Linked DNA regions of Gossypium hirsutum: region 2 is linked to region 1. Evidence: chromatin contacts called from public Hi-C data. All regions are on one chromosome and are shown on one strand. The core of a region is the stretch at or near the end of the contact, and the rest is flanking DNA. Distances in the headings are between cores, read along the strand shown.

Evidence for each region. Hi-C and Micro-C count contacts between places; a contact is called where the count stands out from the background.
Region 2: a contact with region 1 is called in a Hi-C map of leaf, with 1.7 times the contacts expected there. The contact joins the promoter of LOC107934782 here to the promoter of LOC107916813 in region 1. A contact is called at or near these places in 5 of 34 Hi-C or Micro-C datasets (leaf and petal).

What each region holds. Positions count from the first base shown.
Region 1 is chrA01:48,979,089-48,985,416 of Gossypium_hirsutum_v2.1, reverse strand. LOC107916813 (calcium-dependent protein kinase 26) reads right to left here and starts at 1,711. Exons shown (of 7, transcript XM_016846188.2): 1 at 200-1,711; 2 at 1-59. The coding sequence starts at 1,088.
Region 2 is chrA01:49,442,123-49,448,736 of Gossypium_hirsutum_v2.1, reverse strand. LOC107934782 (40S ribosomal protein S5-like) reads left to right here and starts at 3,016. Exons shown (of 5, transcript NM_001327383.1): 1 at 3,016-3,092; 2 at 3,179-3,279; 3 at 3,972-4,243; 4 at 4,329-4,532; 5 at 4,627-4,741. The coding sequence starts at 3,181. The coding sequence ends at 4,681.

The DNA of each region.
Region 1 (6,328 bases), core at 462-2,961:
TCGTAAAACCTCAGGTGCGACATAATACGGGCTTCCAACAACATCGTTTAAGATATCCCCTAAAAAGTTTTAAGACCTTTAAGAAACACAACATAGTGGGGAAGTCTAAAGACTAAACTCTTAATTCCTATAAATGAAGCAGACCATCTAGTGGGCTAAAATTTCATACTAAAATAAAAGAGAGTGGTTTTGAAAATACCAGGCTTGAAGAATATGGATAATCCGAAATCAATGGCTTTAAGAGGTGAATCCTCCTCATTATTCACAAAGAGAAAATTTTCAGGCTTAAGATCCCTATGCATTACTCCCATGGAATGGCAAGCTTCTACAACAGCAACAATAATCCTTGCTATCTCAGCTGCCTTTCTTTCACTATAATGCCCTCTCTTTACTATCCGGTCGAAAAGTTCACCCCCTGCACACAACTCCATCACAACATGAACAGCCATGTTATCCTCATAAGACCCTTTGATGGATATAACATTAGGGTGCCCTGCCAAATGATGCATTATCTGAATTTCTCTCTTCACATCATCCACATCCTCAGTCGTCGTGAGCTTCCTCTTCGCGATCGACTTGCAAGCGTACTCTTTCCCGGTACCTTTCTCGATGCAAAGGAAAGTCGTCCCGAACTGTCCTTGACCTAACTTCCTCCCCAAGTTATAGTATTCCTTCAAATGACCTGTCTTGGTTTGCAAGACAGAGCCAACCTGCAACCCTGCACATGATTGCCTCTTCACATTATGAGCTTTTCGGGTTTTATTCCCTGTCTTGGACCCTTCCTTGTTAAATCCTGCAAGTTGGGAGGGCTTGGAGTTAAGTCTTTGAGGGTGAGATTTTGATTGTTGTCTTTGGGTCATTTCAGCGGCTTTTTCAGTGGATTTTGATTCTTGTTCCTTCCCTGTTTTGTCTTCTTCTCTAACAATCTTCATTTCTTCCGGAGGTTGTTTCCGAACCGATCCGGATTCCTCCGGTTCTTTACTTTCAGACTGACCCGGATCTTTAGCTTCACCTTCATTACCATCTTGTTTGTTATCTTCATTTTCATCTTCCTCCGTTGCGGCCGATTTGGCACAGCTATTCCCCATTTGACCTCTTAATTTCTCACACTTTCTTCTTCCTTAACCATCCAATAATATCTAAATTCACCCATTAACTATAACCCCATTTCTTATCTCCCTAAAGGCTCTACTTTTTTTGAAACAAAAATAACACCCAAAAGAATAATGGAGCTTTAGCCAATCTAAACCACCCTTATATCTTCACACCAATGATTGAATGATGAATGTAATGAATCAAAGACAAGAATTATCCCTCTAATCTAAATCAATTTCATTAAAAAAAAATGGGATCCTTTTGAGGGCTTCCTAATATACTAAAAAAACTCCCTACAATAACCAATGATCATTAATAAAAAAGAAGAAATGCCCAATAACCCAATGTAAATAAACAATCAGAATCGACAAATCCTGTGCCGGAACAAGTATTTGAAAATCATAAACAATGGAGAAATATGAATTTGACAAATAATTAAAAACCAAATGAAAAATAAGCAAGATGAATGGATTTGGGTGTTTTTAATAGTAGAAGGATTATATATGAAAAATAATGTACTTGTTCAATAATTTGTATAATCAAAGAAAAGGAAAATGTTGATTTTTCTGCTAATTTTTTTATTTTCTTTCCCCATTCAAAAGAGAAAGAAAATGGAAGGAAAGAGGAAGAAAGAAAAAAGAAAAAGACAGGTTTTTCTGTTAGATTTGTTTCAAACTTTTACGGGTTTAAATGGGTTTGATAAGGTATAACTCACGACCAGCCTGGTTTCAGTGGTTATAGCTTGATCATTTACCAACATTGTATTGACGGCTCAGATTAATATGACATTAATGTCTTAGTTGATTTTTTTTTTCTATAACAGGTAGGGAATAGGGTTGTGTTGTCCACGCATTGAATTATGTATGGAATATTGTCATTTTATTTGATACCTAAATAAATTTCTTCAGCAATAAATTGATTTCTGTTAAAAAAATTCAACTACTTTAATTAACAACAATTAATCATTGCGATAATAATTTTAATATTATATATAATTATAAAGTAATTAGTATATATATGTGGTCACTTGATAAATTGTAGGAAAATATGGATATAACATATATAATATAATTAATTACATGTTATTATCTACTATCATAAAATGTTAGCCTAAATTAAAAGTGATTTGATTTGGTTAAGGTTTATTGAGATTTAGTTATTAAATAAAGTATGGGTCCAATATACGTAAACACTCTAGTAACTAATTTCTAATTGATGATGGATTGATTAGAAATTAAGTTCATGTGCAAAAGTTGGTTATGGTCCCCAAATTACACATAGCTAACTTTTTTATTATCCCATTTTTAGAAAAGAGTCAGCCACTTTCTCAAAATTACTTGTGTGTTAATTTGGAAGATTAAAACTACAAGATTCGTAAATTTCAAGAAATCGATGAATTTAAGTACGGTTTCGCATCTAGTTTTGTTCTTAACTTATTCTTGACGATTTGACATAATAGATTCTGGTTTATGATTTATTACGTTTTATATCAAGAATTTAACAATTCTAACAAGTGGCATCCGAATTTCGTTGTATCAAATTATAAAGAATAAATTATTTTTTAAATGAATTGATTTCTTCTTAAAATTTTATGGATTCAACATATTATCTTGATATTTCGAATAATACATGTTGATGATTGAGATTTATGTTTGAAAATTTGAAAATTGGTTAATTATGGATCCAGATTTTTAGGGTTTTCTTAATAATAATAATAATAATAATAATAATAATAATAATAACATGAAAGGTTTCGCGGGGAAGAAGCATCCCAGATTCCGCCAAATTCAAGCAATGGATAGGAAAGTGTTTATATGCTTAAGAATAAAGTGTTTTCATGCTAACCAGTTTAATCATATATTTAGTTTGGAGTTATATGTAGATGCAAAAGCCAAGTTGGAAATATCTTATTATATGCATATACATATCAATGAATTTAAGGGAATAACACATGATTTTATTTTGCATGAATTGAAATTAATTTTAACGGTACGGTTATAAACTTTGGCCGAATTTAATTTTAACATATATGGTTTTGAAAAAAACAATCAAACATTAAGGTTTTCGATTTTTTTATTGCACTATTAAGATAAAATTATTTTGGATTATTTTGAAAACTGTACTGCAATTAAAAATTTTAGTTTTAACTTTTGACTTTTGGGTAAATTTTAAATTTGAATATTGATATAATTATAGATATTTTAAAATAACTTAATTGAAATATTAAGTTGCCAAAGTGATCTCTGATATTGAAATTATTTTGTTTTAAAATATAAAAGGTTGCGTGTATCTAACTTAAGCTACGTTAATATTGATCGGCCCAAAGGAAAGTTAATATTTAACAAATTATATGTGCAACTATGGTAATAAACATATGACGATTATTCGGTTTACATGTGAGTAGTAAATCGACCAAAAGGAAGTTTATTGTTCAACATGTTATTATTGTCAGTGTTTGATTACTACAACAAGATATCACTTACAAGTTAATATTTTGTCCAAAGATGAAATATTAATGGAGTATTCGATATCTTGAGATAGGGTTTACCTTTATTCAAATTATTTTGGTTTAAATTTGAAATATTTTGAAGCAAACAATTTCAAATTTTAGCTTTGGGATTTAATTAAGGATGTCTAATATCTTAAATAGATTAGTTGAAACAAAATGTCACCAAAGTGACCTCTTTTACATAGATTAGTTTATTTAAAATATCAAGATGATTATATGTTTTTGTGATTCGTGTGTTTATTAATTGATCCAAAAGTAAGTTACAATTTGGCAGAATTTCAAGGACATATGTGGTGATAAATGTGTGACAATTATAATGTACTTTATGTGAGTAATAAGTTAGTCCAAAGATTGATTCATTGTTTGACATAATTTATTGTCAATGTTTGATTGCTACAACAAGAATATCGCTTACTATTAATATTAATGTAGTGTTTGGTATATTGGGATTGGAGCCACTATTTCGAATTTATTGTTTACTTATAAAATGAATATTTATGTGAGCTTGTTTTTATCTATTTTGTTCTATAATCAACTAGTTCATCTTCTACTGTCATAATATTCATTAGCATCAATTCTATACTCGCTTAATGAGACCAATTTCAAGGAATGGAAAACACACTTACTTGTAGTGCTTGGCTATATGGACATAGACCTTGCACTAAGAGAAGAACAACCTGCATCTCTCACTACAGAAAACACTCCTGATGTTAAAAGGGATTTTGAGAGGTGGGATTATTCAAAATGCATGAGTCTAATGATCATGAAGCATAGCATTCTAGAAGCCTTTAGGGGCACAGAATCTAAAGAGATTACTCAGACCAAGGGTTTCCTTAACGAAATTGAAAAACGTTTTGCTAAAAATGATAAGGTTGGGATGGCATCACTTCTGGCTTCTTTGATGTTTATGAAGTACAAGGATCAAAAAATGTGAGGGAGTACATTATGGAGATGTTCCATGTTGCTTCAAGACTTAAGGCACTTAAGATCAAGCTTTCTGAGGAATTGTTTGTTCTTATGGTTTTGGTATCGTTTCCTACATAGTTTAACCAATTTAAAATTAGTTACAATTGTCAAAAGGAGAAATGGACTCTAAATGAGCCCATTTCTCATTGTGTGCAAGAGGAAGAAATGTTGAAACATGATAAGTCTGAAAGTGTCCATTTGGCCAGTGCCTCTAAAGATAGCCACAATTAGGAATATTTTTTATACGGGAATTGCAACATTTTTTTAAGGATTTTGAGTTTGGAAAGAGAAATAAGGTTAGAGACATTGTATTTGAGGAGGAATTGAATTTTAACTTAATTCCTACTATTACTTTTAACGATGTTCAAGTTCTCATACCTATCATTGATCAAGAAGTGAATCTAGAACGTCAACAAGACAATGTTGAACAACTTCCTATTCAAGATGAGGTAATTGTTCTAGAAGAACAATCTCAACAACCTCAAAAACGAATGACATTAAGATGATCCACTAAAGAAAGGATTATAATAGCTTTAGTGGAATATTTTGACCTTAAGTTGCATCAGATGAATGTTAAGTTAAAAGTTTCTCAATGATAACATTGATCATACATTTATATGGTTCAACTAGAAAACTTTGTGTTTGATAATACAAAGTTAATGATTTGCAAATTACAAAACTCCATCTATGGGCTTAAGTAGACTTCTCGTCAATAGTATTACAAATTTTACCAAATGATGATTATCTTATTCGGTTTAGATATGAATTTGGTTGATAATTGTATATACCACAAGTTCAGTGGGAGTAAGGTTTTATATTTGGTTTTATATGTTAATGACATACTGCTTGTCAATAATAAGTTAAGTCTCGACTAATACCCTAAGAATGATTTTGAGATTAAGGAAATGCATAAGATTTCTTATGTCTCAAGAGTGGGGAGTCTAATGTATGCTTAAGTACGTACACGTTCAGGCATTGAATACATTGTTGGGATGTTAGACAGATATTTAAGCAACCTTCGCATGGACCATTGGATAGTAGCCAAAAGGGTTATGAGGTATCTTTAGAGAACAAAAGTTACATGCTCACATATCGGAGGTCTGATAAGTTAGAGATCATTAGGTATATAGACTTCGATTTTGATGGAATATTGATAAAAAAAATTTGTCACTAGGGTGCAAATTGTGACAATAATTGGTAGTCCTTTATTCCAATAAAAAACAAGAGCACATCAAAGTCAAAGTACATAGACTTTAAGTTCATGGTTGTTAAAGTAGTTAGGTGCCTATAAAGCATATTGGGACAAACTCCATGATTGCGGACCTGCTTACTAAGGGACTACCAACCAAGGTTTTTCATGAGCACACTGCTCATATGGGTGTAATGTCAGTTAATAATATTTGGTTTTAGTGGGAGTTTGTACTTTTAATTGCTTTTATGTTATAGACACATTTTCAGTTATTTTAGTTTATGGATATTAAGTCTATTTTTTGCAGAAATAAAGTTTATTTGGTTTCTTCACAGTCTAATTTTGGTAAAGTTTGATCTCACAGAGGTTAAAGAGGACCAGTTGAAAATAGACATGTTTGGATCATATTGCATGTAATTTTCATGCTACAGATCCATACTTGATCTATGTCATTTGGTTGTGTTAATACACGTGATCAATGATACATTTATTTATGATATATGAAACGAAAGTCGCCTTGGTTCTATGTTAACATAATTAATGGACGAGATTGTTTGGAATACATTTTG
Region 2 (6,614 bases), core at 1,767-4,266, 460 kb before region 1:
ACCAAATCGAGCTTCCAATGATCTATAAAACAAAGGAAAATAACTATGTAAGCAACGAGTGCTTAGTAAGCTCGTATAATCTTAAAACATAACTTACCATGTCATTTATACAATTCAAAGATTAAACATAAATCATCACCAATGCCATAAGTTTAGTTTAAGCCTATACAACATCACCAACTCACAAGTTAGTATACTTGTCCATGATACAAATGAAATCAAATATAAGATATGTAAATTTCCATAGGTAAATCATTTAGCTCATAATTCCTGACCATAAATCATGATTCAGTCCATTTACATACTTACTATTTCATTTTATTTTCTTACCCGTTGAACCATCTAGAATTACATTGGATACTCAGGAAAGCTCACACATAGTGTGCCTTTACATATAATCGTAACCTTCCCTTTACATCAATACTCACACGAGCTGTAAAATGGGCTTGCTCACACGAGCTGTAAAATGGGCTTGCTCACACGAGCTGTAGGTCAGAATATAAGCTACACGATGCTGCTCACACGAGCTGTAGAGAATCCGAAACAAATGTAAGACCTCATTCATAGCACCCGAAACATGAAATCCCTAATGACATGTCATTTGTATCCTAAGAATTCTTAAGGTTCAACCAAGACTTGATATCCGTCAATTCATCATAACATGAATACATTCATATATTGATTCATTTATATTAAAACAAATAGTAAATATTCAATTTAGCTAACATTAAAATGATTACAATTCATACGAACTTACCTCGATAGTTAAGGGCGTAGTAGCGATATCGAACTAATCCGAAGCTTTAGCTTTTCCTCAATTTAGGTTCGATTGTGGTTTACCTTAATCTAAATGGATAATTTCAATTAATCAAGTACTTCTAGAGTTCAATTTAATCCATAACTCATATTTATGCAAAATTAAAAATTTGCTCCTAACATTTTAACTTTTCACAATTTAGTCCTTAAGATCATAACTTAAAATCTAACCATTTTAACCTAAATTCAACTTAACCCATGTTGCAAGGGACCTTAAAGCAACTCATAGTTATAAAAAATTTACAATAAAACCTATAGATTTACACCTTTAATAATTTAATCCCTAATTCCAAAATTCATCAAAAATCATTTAACAAACTTGTTTATTTTTCAACAAAGATTAATAATCTATCAACTAACATCAAAACACATCTAAAAAATCCGTGGCAAGTCCCTCAACCTTTGACAGTTTTGCAAAATAACCCCCAGGCTAGCTAGATTAAGCTAAAATGAACTCAAAAACATAAAAATAATTAAAAACGGGGCTTGGATGCATACCATGCAAGAAGAAATCAAAACTGAAGCTCTCCCCCTCTTTAATGGTGAATTTCGGTCTAGAAAAAATGAAATGAGAAAGATGATAACTTTGTTCCATCTTTCTTTACTTAATTTTTCTTTTAATTATTCAATTATCATTTTAATCTTTAAAAACTATTAAAATTTCATTCAAACCCTGTCCATGCACATCCACTAACACCTTAAATGGTATATTTACCATTCAAGTCCATTAACTTTCATTTCCATAGCCATTTAGCCCTTTTAACTAATAGAACTCAACTTTTATATCTTTTACAATTTAGTCATTTTTACCTAATTAACCATTTAAACATCAAAATTTCCTAACGAACTTTTAATACGACCTTAATATAATCTCGTAGAGTTATAATAAATATTAAAATAATTATTCACTCATCAGATTTGTGGTCCTGTAACCACTGTTTTTGACACCACTGAAAACGAGCTGTTACAGGAAGGAAATAAAAGAGGAGAACCAGAGAGATTCTCTAGAAGAAAAAATAAAGAGGAAATTGTCCCTATACCGTGAAAAATGGAGGATAAAAAAGTAATTAGCTAGCCAAAAGCACTTTTAGCTTAGAAAAAGCTAAAATTTTCAGTTTTTTCAACGGAGGAAAATGACTTTTTTAAACATTAAAAAAGTCACTCAAATGGTGTTTGTTTAGTAGTGCTTTAAAGTCAAAAGTACTTTTTGAGTGAAAAGTGCTTTTTGGAAGCGCAGCTAAACAAACCCGTAAACTACATAATAATACCAGTACGCTTTCATGACTAAACTCTAAAAATTTTGAACACGAGAATAATACTCTTATTATTGTTATTGTTATTATTATTATAAAGCCTAACCTAAATAAGTAGCCTAATAAAAAACTTCATGTATTAATATTGCTTTGTATATCCTCTTTCACCTTTAAATATTAATAATTCTATAATTAATTTGTCTTATTAATTGTTTTGATTAAAGGTGTTTACTGGCCGAGTTTAGTCGGATCTATATAGAGCATTTAGATTAAATTTTCAAGTCGAGGTTCAACTCAAAAAATGGACTCATTTTTTTGTCCAAGTCTGATCCAATTTAAGAAAGGTAATCTCGGACCCAATCCGGTCCACCAATATTTAATTTGTTTTGATAAGCTTTTTATTTAAAAATATTTTTTTAGAAAATATAATCCCTAAATGCATTGAAAAAACATTAAAATAAAAATTTTCTAACCCATTAAAAATAAATTAAAAAATATTTATATTAAAAAACACAAGTAAATGTAATAAATATTATATTGTATTAAATATAGTTTTTAAAATTTTATATTTTGGGTTGGGTTATTTAGTTGGGTAAGTTGTTTTTAGGTTTTGGGTAATAAATTTAATTTTTATTGAATTAGTGATTTAATATAAATACATAAATATTATTTAACATATATAATTAATATAATTTTTATTTTTATAATATAATTAATATAAATAATGTAATTTAAAAAAAAATGGTTTTATTTTACTCATAAAATCATTGAATTATATATTAAAAATGAGTTATTGGGGTAGTTGAAGAATAATTGGGCCGTTCTTTTTTCTCAAAACCCATCCACTAAAAGCCCCAAAATTTGATCCCTTACAATAAAACCCTAACTCGGGACGATGTTTCATATATAACAATTGTTAATTAGGGTTGTTTAATTTCCTCATCTCCGAGCTACCGCTACCAGTGAAAGCCGCACTATTCAGTCTTCGGTCGCCGCTCCCTCTTTCTATCTATTCAATCTGAGGTATTTCTTTTAGCTCTAATTTCTCTCCTAATACTCACTTTGATTCTCTCTTTCTTCAAAATTCATTGTTGTTTTTATTTTCGCAGGTATGGCAATGGCCGTGGCAGCCACCGAGACCAGCAAAGACCCGACCCAACCTAACTACGAAGTCAAGCTTTTCAATCGCTGGTCTTTTGAGGATGTCCAGGTATTTCTTTGCTTAGATCTGATTTTTCTTTCTTTTGCCTCCATGTTTCTTGGTTCTTGTATGAAATGTCTCATTTTATCTTTATACTGCTTCCTGCTAGCTTATCTGCTGAACTTCTTTTGGTCTTTTGGTAACTGGATTTAGTGAAGAGAATAGTTATCTTTTCATCACTGTATCCATCTCTTTGGATTTATTTTTTTAACTTGTCTATATATTTCTGGCATCATAATGATTTTTTTTTGGAATATCAATGCTTATTTTATTTAGCTACTATTTTAATCTCAATTGGAGCTTCCTTTTTGTTTTTTTTTGCTGTTTATGTTAATTCAAAGTTGTAGTTTATGTTCTCCTATGAATTTGTATTTATTCCTGTTCTTCTATTGTAATTTCTCTGAGCAATTGTTTGTCTCGTAGCTTAGTTTAACTTGATAAGTGATAAGCTGCGAAGTATTAGGTTGTCATTCTGAGTGTGAATATGAATTTGAGTTAATGAATTCTGGCTTATGAATTATAGATTTTGAGTTGGTGTTTATGGTTTTAAAATTAGGGCTTATAAATTGTGGTTAATGAATTGGGTTCAATGTCTACAACTATTGATTGGAAAGAATTTGGTTCCTCAATTTGCTGTTCCTTTTGATAATTGTAATTCTTGTTTGCAATGGTACTTGACCCCGAAGATTATTTGGTTTTAGGTTACTGATATCTCTTTGAGTGACTACATTGGTGCCCAAGCTTCGAAGCACGCAACCTATGTGCCGCACACTGCTGGAAGGTACTCAGTGAAGCGTTTCCGGAAAGCTCAATGCCCAATTGTTGAGAGGCTTACGAACTCACTGATGATGCATGGCCGAAACAATGGGAAGAAACTTATGGCAGTTAGGATTGTGAAGCATGCCATGGAAATTATTTATCTCCTGACTGATCAGAACCCAATTCAAGTCATTGTCGATGCTATAATCAACAGGTACCCTATATGACCTTAAGCTTTCATATTTTCTCTTTCAAATGTATCACCAGTTAAACTTGAAGTTAACCTATTGATTTAACAGTGGACCTCGTGAAGATGCTACTCGTATCGGTTCTGCGGGTGTTGTGAGGCGTCAGGCTGTTGATATTTCTCCTCTTCGTCGTGTGAATCAAGCCATCTATCTCTTGACCACCGGAGCACGTGAGTCTGCATTCAGAAACATTAAAACCATTGCTGAATGTTTAGCCGATGAGCTTATTAATGCTGCAAAAGGATCATCGAACAGGTAAATAAAGGACTTTTATGCGTCTCCTTCATGGCTCTTTCGCTTATTTCTGGTGTCATTTCCATCATTGTTGATGGTATTATTGATTGTGCAGCTACGCGATCAAGAAGAAAGATGAAATCGAGAGGGTTGCCAAGGCCAACCGTTGAGGCATTAGACGAGATTATTACACCGTGGGCGGGGAGAATTTCAATTGTTTTAATCAGTACTTTATGGGCTATCTTTTATTTTTGGTGTCCTGGACATGCAATGAGTGTTGTGTTTGCTATCTAAGTTGACAAGTTAGCTTATGTTTAAATTGGAGTTTTTCAGTAGATATTATTAAAATGATAGAATTTTTGCTGATTGATTTGATGAAATGCATGTTTCATTGAATTAAAACATTCACTTTTAACTTGCTTGTGATTTATAATGCAGTAACAATTCATGTTTCCTTCACTGAACTTTTTTATTTTTATTTTTTATTTTAGTTATTTAAATAAATTGAAGTTTCTCTTTTATTGACGTTTTTGTTGTTTTTCTTAATTTCTGTCAAGGTTTTTTTATTTTTGAAAAAGTGTCAATTTTATTATTGATGCCTTTATAGGTCTCTAATATTTTTGCCGATGCCTATCAAATGATTTCTTTACTTTGATATAAAATATCATACGCATGAATTATTTATAAATTAGGAATAGAAAAAATTCAACGTTATATAACTTGCTATGGAATTCAATGGAATAGGGTGAAGTTTCGATGTTAGCTTTTCTATTATGAATAAGTTGACTATTTTATTTTTAAAATTTTTATTTAGTAAATTTATTATTTTTTATAGGGTAAATTATATTGATAATCATTTAGGTATCAATTTTTATCATATAATTATATAAAATAATAAAATGATTATTCAATTAATTTTTTTATTATGTGGTTATTTATAAATTTTGCATAATAATTAATTTGGCCTTTAATGTGTATATATTATCTAATTTTATTTTTTTGGCTTAAATATAAATTTAGTGTCTAAATCTGTCCTCTTCTCTATACTTCACAAGTGACAATATTAAACAATGGCACATGATAGTTGGTTGATCACGATGTAGGTATTATCGTGTGATATAATAAGAATTTTTTTAAGTATTATCATGTGATATAATAAGAATCTTTTTTTTTATAAAGGACACTAAATCATTCATGTTACTTGTTGAGATTGTTTTAAGATGACTCAATCGTGGTGCATAGAATGATAGATGCAAAGTTGATGGTTAGAAACTCAAAATCATTCTAGTTAAGTAATTTCCTAAGAAGTTATGCTTAGGAAGTTATGCTTAAGTTAAAAGGATGATCAAACATGAGGAGATATTAGTAAATGTGAATGTCAAAGGATTTAGGTTCATGGATTAATTGGATGAAAATTCATATTCTTACTAGTTGAATTAAGTGATTATCTCTACTTTATTACATAATGTAACTAGTTGAGCTAAGTGATCTAAACTTGCAAAGAATAGAAATTATCAACATCATTCAAAATTTGCATAAATAAAAGAATTAATCACATAATATCATTGTTGGAGTATGTCCAAAGACCAATCATGTAATAACATACTTGTTTTACCTTATTTATTAATATAAGGCATTGCCATTATTATTACAGTTTCTTTTTTGGGTATATAAATAAACTGTTTTATAACAATGTCCTGAGAATTATATGATTATTCATAAAAGGTCCTTAGTCGAGTATTATTGTGGCTTGGACAACAATAATGCATTAAGACTAATGTGTAGTTTATTGATGACAAAGTGTTGTCATTGACATGGGATGTCAAAATCAATACATGAGTATCTGTGTTAAAGAACAACATATTGGACTGACCCGCTATGAGTATGTTCCTTGGATTATTATGTAATAGTCACAACATTACTCATAGTGATTACTATGTATACGATCCTCAAACTTGAGATCATCATTATCCCAACATTATGAGTTGTATATTTTGATATAGTTAAACGTCCACTGCAACTGGTTGTTCTATAAAGGCTGATGTTGGATATACCACAATCCATGTAGTGGGATATGGTTGATCAATATAGGATTTGTCCCTC